Regions from separate parts of the Gasterosteus aculeatus genome. Here region 2 is linked to region 1. Evidence: chromatin contacts called from public Hi-C data. All regions are on one chromosome and are shown on one strand. Each heading gives the region's core, a stretch centred on a gene start, on an enhancer-like site or on the middle of the called end of the contact. The rest is flanking DNA. Distances are from core to core; before and after follow the strand shown. Region 1 holds the start of LOC120826760. Region 2 holds the start of LOC144383498.

Region 1 (3,922 bases), core at 640-3,139:
GTCTTCTCCATTTCTGCATCAGTAGATCTGTGATGGACACCGTGGTCTTCTTAAGAAAGCCGTGAACGTGCACTGATCCCAGCTGTGTGCATCTGGATGGACTAAGCTCCTCCTCCTCATCCCGGCTCGGCAAACGTGCAACCGATGAAGATCAAACTAAGTCACGCTGCACCTTTTCACTTATCCTGGATTTCTTCATTCTACTTTTGTTCAACAGCCCCCTGATGTCCCTCATGTCTCCCACATCTCCTGGATGGTTGTCTTTTAACCTAAACATGGAGTTTTTTGTATTGATGACCCTCGCATCACATGTTAAACTGCACCCACCTGTCCCACCTGCAGCCGAGGTGATGCGGGTGTGAAGTCGGGCAGACTGCTGTCCGCCCTCTGCAGACAGACGCAGCCAATCAGCAGCAGAACCAAGGCCCAGTCTTCCAGCTTCATCTGTCAATCAATGACTTCATCAATCAGTTGTTCATCCAAAGACACACTTGCTCTCTCTTCTTATTCTTCTTTGAGAATTAACCATAACAACCCAGAGACTGGAGAGAAACAATGATCCTCTTAGTCTGGCTTAGTTGTCACATGACCAGACTATGACATCACACTAATCTCCTCCAATAAACCAGCTGACCAAAGTGTTAAATGAAGACAGGAGAAGAGGTACTAATATTCTTAATACTCGCAAGTCTGTAAATGGTAAATGGACTGTACTTGAATAGCGTTTTTCTAGTCTTCTGACCACACAAAGTGCTTTAACGCTTCATGACATCATTCACACGTTCACACGCTGATGACAGGAGCTACCACACACACACACACACACACACACACACACACACACACACACACACACACACACACACACACACACACCTGCCCATCAGTAACTAACATTCACACCCTGCAGTACAGCTACAGGAGCAATGTGGGTTAAGTGTCTTGCCGAAGGACACATGGTCATGCGGGTCAGCCGGGCCTGGGATCGAACCGCCAACCCTCTGATTGGAGGACGACCTCCCCACCCACAGTCGCCTTTAGGCTGTTTGCTGACATGCAAAGTCTGCTGTATTCATGCGAATGCTTATGTTTATGGTATTATAAATACTATTCTCTAACTCGTTGACCTTATTTATCTCACTCGTGGTGAGGCACACTCCCTCACACACCAGCCACTTTCAGTAACACCCAGTAACAGACCACACTGGGGGTTCAGATCCCTCCATTCACGGAGATCTATTGGAGCTACACACTCTCCCTCGTCAGGAAGAGGCGAGATTACAGAACCTTAGTTTACACATTTCTTTGACCATTCGACGGAGTGGACCACTCCTCCTTTATCTCAACTGCGTAACCATCATCCTGATGTTTTTGCTCTATTGTCAAAGTCGCTAGGCTGCATCCTTGAAGCCTGCAGCCTTCGACAGCTTTCTGGTCTACCTGGTCCCCCAACAACCGCTCAGGCTGAACTGAGCTTTCTCGGCGGTTTAGAGCCGTTTATTCACGCGTCTTATTTAAAAACAGGTTACCTAACTTCCTGTGGGCCGTCTTCTGGCTTTCCTCTGTCCAACTGTAAATCATTATCTACCTCGATATATCTACAGCTACATCCCTACTTATACAATTACATAGAGGTGATTATAACGAATTAATATATGTTAGAATATACAAAGATTATTTCTTAACATTTCCCACTTCAGAGACTCGATGGTTGAAATGCACTTATTGTAAGTCGCTTTGGATAAAAGCGTCAGCTAAATGACATGTAAAGTGTAGAACAGTGTACTCTGGAGGTTCTGAATCTAAATTATGGCAAAGGTTTTGATGACATTTATTGTAAATTGTGGGAGATTGATTGCAAGAGACTGACAAGATTCACATTTACGCTTTTACCGTTTGTACTGTAATTTGTTGACAGACCACGTCATTGCAATACAGAAAGGAAAATACAGCACTGCATAGCACAAAGAAAACAAACGAAATGTGAACATAGAACAATCTCCTGTACGGGGAAAGCTGCACATGCAGTACTGTAGGAGTCACAGTGCAGTCTTCTAACTCCTGATATATAAACATGATTAACAATCGCAACATTACTGATGTATAAAAACTTTTCACCAATTTAATTTGTTAGTAATACTGCAACGGGCTGGCATGTTCTGTAAGTGAGGTTTCACATGTACTGAAGTTAGAAGGTCAGTGAAGGGCTCACGTTGTCAATCAATCGCTACAATACATTTATTATTAACATTCATATATTTATAAGTGGAAAAAAGTACAAGGAAAGAAAATAATCTCAAATACAAATACTTCAAGTGTGTACTTAAGTACTATAAGTGACGGGGTAAATGAAGAGCATTGATTGGATAAAACGTTAAGGCCTGTCATCATTTCCCAGCGGTGACCCGGATGTTCGTGTTGTTCTTTATGGTTCGGTGACGCAGCGAGCTGAAGTCCAGCGACCGTCTGAAAACATAGTTCGTCTCTTCTTCTCTGCCCTTTGACAAAGATGTCCAGACTCCGCGGTCTGAAGGCTTTCATCAACCAACGGCTAACTGCGGCTGTCGAAGACATTTTGGGACACTTTGAGAGGACGATAACCGAGTATGAGGAGGAGATGGACTGTCGGCACAGAGAGCTGCTTCGCGCGGCTTCCGCAACTCAAATGAAGCTCCACGTGCAGTCAGGTGGGTTGATTCCTCATGCTAAGAAGCTAACGTGACACTTGCTAAACCATCTATACAGAACCCGTTAGCAGCTAGCTAGGTCGTCCACACAAAAGAGCCCGTTAGCAGCTAGCTGGTTCGTCCACACAACAGAGCCCGTTAGCAGCTAGCTGGTTCGTCCACACAACAGAGCCCGTTAGCAGCTAGCTAAACCACCAACACAGAGAGGCCGTTAAACCACCCATACTGTCGCTGTGTCTCAACTCAGTGGGGACACAGCATTGGCGGTAGACCTGGACTGGTCCTCCAACAACCGCATAGGCTGAACCGAGCGGTCTCTGGAATGGGACGGTCTGTCCTCCACCGCTCCCGTTGCCTAGCAACCTGCTGCGCTTGACAACAAAAGCCTTAAAACCCGATACAACTATAGAGATGTTAATATTCTTTATTCATTTAATTTAGTAAGATATGCTTCTCCTCAGTATTCTAATGCATTTAAGGCTTTCCCGGTCATTTTAAATTCAAATGTAATGTTTTAATGCAATCTTAAGGCAAGGCGATTCCATCAAAACGGTCAATAAAAACCACAACAGCAAACCCATTTATTAACTTGTATGCAAGGACTTTTTCTTACATATGATACGAGCTATTTTATCGGTAACTTTATCGGATATTACTGAATATGTCCAAGCTACAACAGCTGAATGTCACCATCATGATGCTGCTCCATAAAATAAACCACAATGTAAAGTTAGTTTATAATCACAACAAAAGGAGAAGTGAACTGCTGTCGGATCACCGTGTCCGTCCTGAATAAATTAAATCATCGTCGGACCGCACTGCATGCTGGGATGTGCTCTGCCGCAAAAGATAGATCAGATGTGTCCTCCAAATCGGCTCCTAGAGGGCGGCGTCCCTCGACCACGTCCGGAGGAGCCGACGGAACGGTACAGCCGAGTCGCAGCAGAAGTGACGTACGCCGTCGACTGATGCGTCCTTAAGGATGCAGTCTAGGGAATTGACATACACACAGAACCTGTTAGCAACCAGCTCCTGCCAAAGGAGCCGAGGAGCCAAAATGAGCACAGCTGTGTTTATAAAGAGCTAGCAGTGAACGGCAGCTAAATGAAACCAATCTTCAACAGTCCAACATGAACCCAGCTACAGTTGTGTTTATAAGTTTATATACCCGGCAGAATGAATGATTTCCATTTTTCAGAGAATATGAATGATAACACAAAAAACTTATATCATAT
Region 2 (3,922 bases), core at 763-3,262, 140 kb before region 1:
CTCAGTGTGTGTCTGTTGTAATGACAAAAATGTGTGTAACCCTTCAAATGTTTCATTCTACGAACAGTTTGGAAATTGCAAGTGCTGGGATGGTGTGGCCATGGGAAAGAATTGAGCCGAAGTGTCTCGCACTGATCAGATGTAAAAAAAAAAAAGATGTTCTTGGCAGTCCACTGAGCACTTTGCAAGGACATAAACGGAGAAAGACATATTTGATTCAGAGACTTTACTCTTATTTACAGATTGTCTGTGCAAAATCTTCCATCACACTGTTCTCCATGTCTCTGAGTGTGTCTCAAAGTGTGTCTATGTCCTCCATGTCTCGGCAGCCTACTAAATTCATGGTGGGGACAGAACAGGGCCTGGTTGTGTCCTGTAACCGGAAGGCAAAGACTCCCACAGAGAAGGTGGTTTGTACCTATGATGGACACCAGGGACCCGTCTATGCTCTGCAAAGGAACCCTTTCTTCCCCAAAAACTTCCTCACTGTGGGGGACTGGACCGCCCGCATCTGGTCCGAGGACATCAAGGAGTCATCCATCATGTGGACAAAGTAGGACACCACATTTCCCTGTGATCTTTCCCATCTGTTGTCTCTGTCTTCTATTATTTATTTTTATTACCTATTATCTTACTGACATTTTGTCCTGGTCTCATCCGGCCGTCTTATTCTTGACCCTTTAGACTCCAGGTGGACATTCTGCTCACTAACTCAAGCTAGACTTTAACCCCTCTCAGGTATCAGATGTCCTATCTGATGGATGCCTGCTGGAGTCCTGTCCGGCCCTCGGTCTTCTTCACCGTAAAGATGGACGGCGTGTTGGACATGTGGGACATTTTGTTCAAACAGAATGACCCCACGCTGAGTCTGAAGGTACATGCAGCTCACCTGTCCATAATCTACCTTTAAGCCAACGTACCACCTAGTCTGGACACATACCACATCCTCTGACCTTTGACACCTCAGTACAGGGAAAACACAGAAACACACCTTCAGAGGGGTAAAAAAGTAAGTTAACAGACTCTCACAAAGGGGTCATTCTTCAATCATATGTGGGTTGATCCCTGTTTACTTTTGCTGTCATAGCCACGACTTTAATGTGTGAATAGTTACTGATGACATGTGGTGTGAAAGAGCTTTGTGGGGTCTAATTACCCTCTCGATGCTGGTACTGTCCATTTACCATTTGCAGAGCATCAAGAGGTCTCTGATTTACATGCTGCCTAAGTATTCATTGTTCGACTGTTAGTCCTCTCATTAGTTAACTCTGTACCTCAGCTCACAGTTGTGATATAATGTCCCTGCTGTTGCCCTGATGATCCTCAGGTGTGTGACGAGGCTCTGTACAGCCTCCGTCTCCAGGACAACGGCCGGTTGGTGGCGTGCGGTTCTCAGCAGGGCGAAGCCACACTACTGGAGATCTCCTCTGGACTGTCAACCCTCCAGAAGAACGAGAAGAGTCTGTTGGCTGCTGTGAGGAAACTTTGAACATCAGCGTTAGCTCAATCATCAGTAACTCAACGTTATAACCCTGTTTCCATGGAAACAGATGTTTGAGCGCGAGACCAAGCGAGAGAAGATCCTGGAGGCCCGGCAGAGAGAGATCCGTCTGAAGGAGAGGAGTCGTTCAGAGCAGAGCCGGTCCGAGGACGGGGGACGAGAGGACATAGACCAGAGTCCACTTCAGCTGATAGCCAGAGCCGAGGAAGACTTCTACGTCCTCACAGAGACAGAAAAGAAGGGGAAGGAGAGGGAGGACCAGGACCTCTCTTCAGAGCTCTGAGGACCGCTGTAAGATTCTTTGGTGAATTAACTCAGCAGATCCAATCTGGTTCGGGTTGTTTTTTCATAACAAATTAGAAAGAATTTCCCAGTTTATGTTTTAGGAGATGTGAAGAGAAAGGAAGTTCAAATACTGGAACAAAGCAATGAGTAAAACACACGTTCATTATGTTTAACTCTTATTTAAGGTTTTAATAAATTAATTGTAAAATCTTCTTATTGTTTTATATAATAGACAAACAATGTGAAGCCTTTAATCATTCATATAAAGTACTTAAATGAATATTTAAAGAAGCCCCTGCAATGCCAAAATGAGTATCTTACCATGTTTGGCAACACAGCTGTGAGGGAAATTTTCCGCCATGATGGATGGCACTCAAGATGTTGCAGGGTAAAGATCAAGTCTCCATATGCCTATGGTATTTGGATAAAGACCTTGTCCCACATGAGGTATTTGTGGGACTCTACAATAGCGACAACCGGGGAACAGATGGCAAGGTAGTTCATGTGCGATGAGATTAAATTTACCAATATCAAGGTTGTGTGGTCAAACTTATGATGGAGCAGCCAATATGGCAAGAAAGCTCAACGGGCACAAGCAGTTTTGAAAAAAGAACAACCGCTAACCTTGTAAGTGCACTGTGGTGCACATTGTGTGAATCTCATAACACAGTGTGCATGCAGTGCCTCTCCCTTAGTATGCAACGCATTGCAGTGGGTACGTGATCTTGGAACTCTCAGTAACTGATCAGGCAAATTTAAAGGGGTACTGAGTGGACATGCAATAGGTGAGGGACATCCTAAAAGTGTGAAACCTCTTTGTCCAACTAGGTGGACAGTGTGTGGCCAAACTGTTGACCCAGTTTTTAGTCAGTATGAGGCTATATTGACTAGATTCGACAAAATGGCTTTGACAGTTTCAGACTCTGGTCCCAGAACCAATGGTCTCCTGAATGCATCCTGAAGGGCAGAACCTTCTTGGACTGATGGTGGCCTCTGAGGTTATCGGAGCATTTTGAATTGCTTTGCTGTTGAAATGTGCTATACAAATAAAATGGCCTGCAAGATACTGCAAAAGCAAAGCAATCAGAAGTGGTTGGAGGTATGCAGGATGCTGATTCAAAAGCAAAAAATAAGTGATGAGTAAGTGAAGAGTTTTTTGAGACGGCATAGGCAATAGTAGAAAAACTTGGGTTAAACCCTGTTCAAATTACACACCAGAGAGCTTGTGTACAAATGCTGAGACCAAACCTACGGCCTTGAGAGTACATATGAATAATCAAATCAATAATCAGTACTCGAAGTAAATGACTTATAAGTCAAATCATTTCTGAGTAAAGTTATATACATATCTGTCACCCCTCTGAAAGGCTGTATGTATATCATCTTTCACAGATGGCAAGAAGGACTGAGGACATAAACTCAAATTATTTTTTTAATGGTTTGGGTTCAATTTCTATGTTTTTACCACCTATAGAAACCGAACCACCGAGATGAAGTGAACGTTTAATAAGGAAATGTTTAGATGGAGTTTGTTTCCACGCTGAACATTCTGGAGCTACGGCCGCACCGACGTGTTAGACACGTCACACCTTAACGTAAGGAACGTCGACGTTACGCAAAGACGCTCGCTCAGAGATCCCGGAAGTGGACACATTGTTTACATGCTCTCCTTTGTTTGGTGGATGTTCCGCCAAAATGTCCAAAAAACGCTCTAAGAGCACCGAGGACCGCAGCCTGCGGGGCGACCGGAGCCTGCTGGCGGCCATCGACGAGCAGCTAACTGCGGCTGCCGAGGAGATCTTCTGGCTGCTGAAGGAGCGCGGACAGGTGAAGATGGAGCAGCTGAAGGAGCAGGTGACGGAGCGGATCAACGCCGCCGTGGAGATCATCTTCACCGCCTTTGGTGTCTCCAGAGCGGAGGCGACGGTACCGGAGGAGCCCCACGAGAGAGGTCTGTGTCCGGAGGAACCGGTGTCCCGTCCTTACTGGTTTTTGAACCTGCTGGTTCACCTCGCCGTCGTGGTTTACTTAACATCAGCAGCTGTTTTCTGATCGGTCGCCTGATTCGTCACACATTCAAAAAAACATTTCTGATAATCTTCAAAATATACAGTGCAGCAATGACGATTGTATAAG

Evidence for each region. Hi-C and Micro-C count contacts between places; a contact is called where the count stands out from the background.
Region 2: a Hi-C map of skeletal muscle shows a contact between it and region 1, with 3 times the contacts expected there. The contact joins the promoter of LOC144383498 here to the promoter of LOC120826760 in region 1. A contact is called at or near these places in 2 of 6 Hi-C or Micro-C datasets (skeletal muscle and tail fin).

Annotation. Positions count from the first base shown.
Region 1 is chr10:18,442,238-18,446,159 of fGasAcu3.hap1.1, reverse strand. It overlaps LOC120826760, which reads left to right and starts at 1,889. Exons shown (of 7, transcript XM_040189303.2): 1 at 1,889-2,687. The coding sequence starts at 2,510. It overlaps LOC144383501 (a long non-coding RNA gene), which reads right to left and starts at 436. Exons shown (of 3, transcript XR_013450923.1): 1 at 328-436.
Region 2 is chr10:18,585,265-18,589,186 of fGasAcu3.hap1.1, reverse strand. LOC144383498 reads left to right here and starts at 2,012. Exons shown (of 2, transcript XM_078081089.1): 1 at 2,012-3,737. The coding sequence starts at 3,482. It overlaps dnai2b (dynein, axonemal, intermediate chain 2b), which reads left to right. Exons shown (of 12, transcript XM_040189298.2): 9 at 330-553; 10 at 739-874; 11 at 1,328-1,474; 12 at 1,551-1,997. The coding sequence ends at 1,784.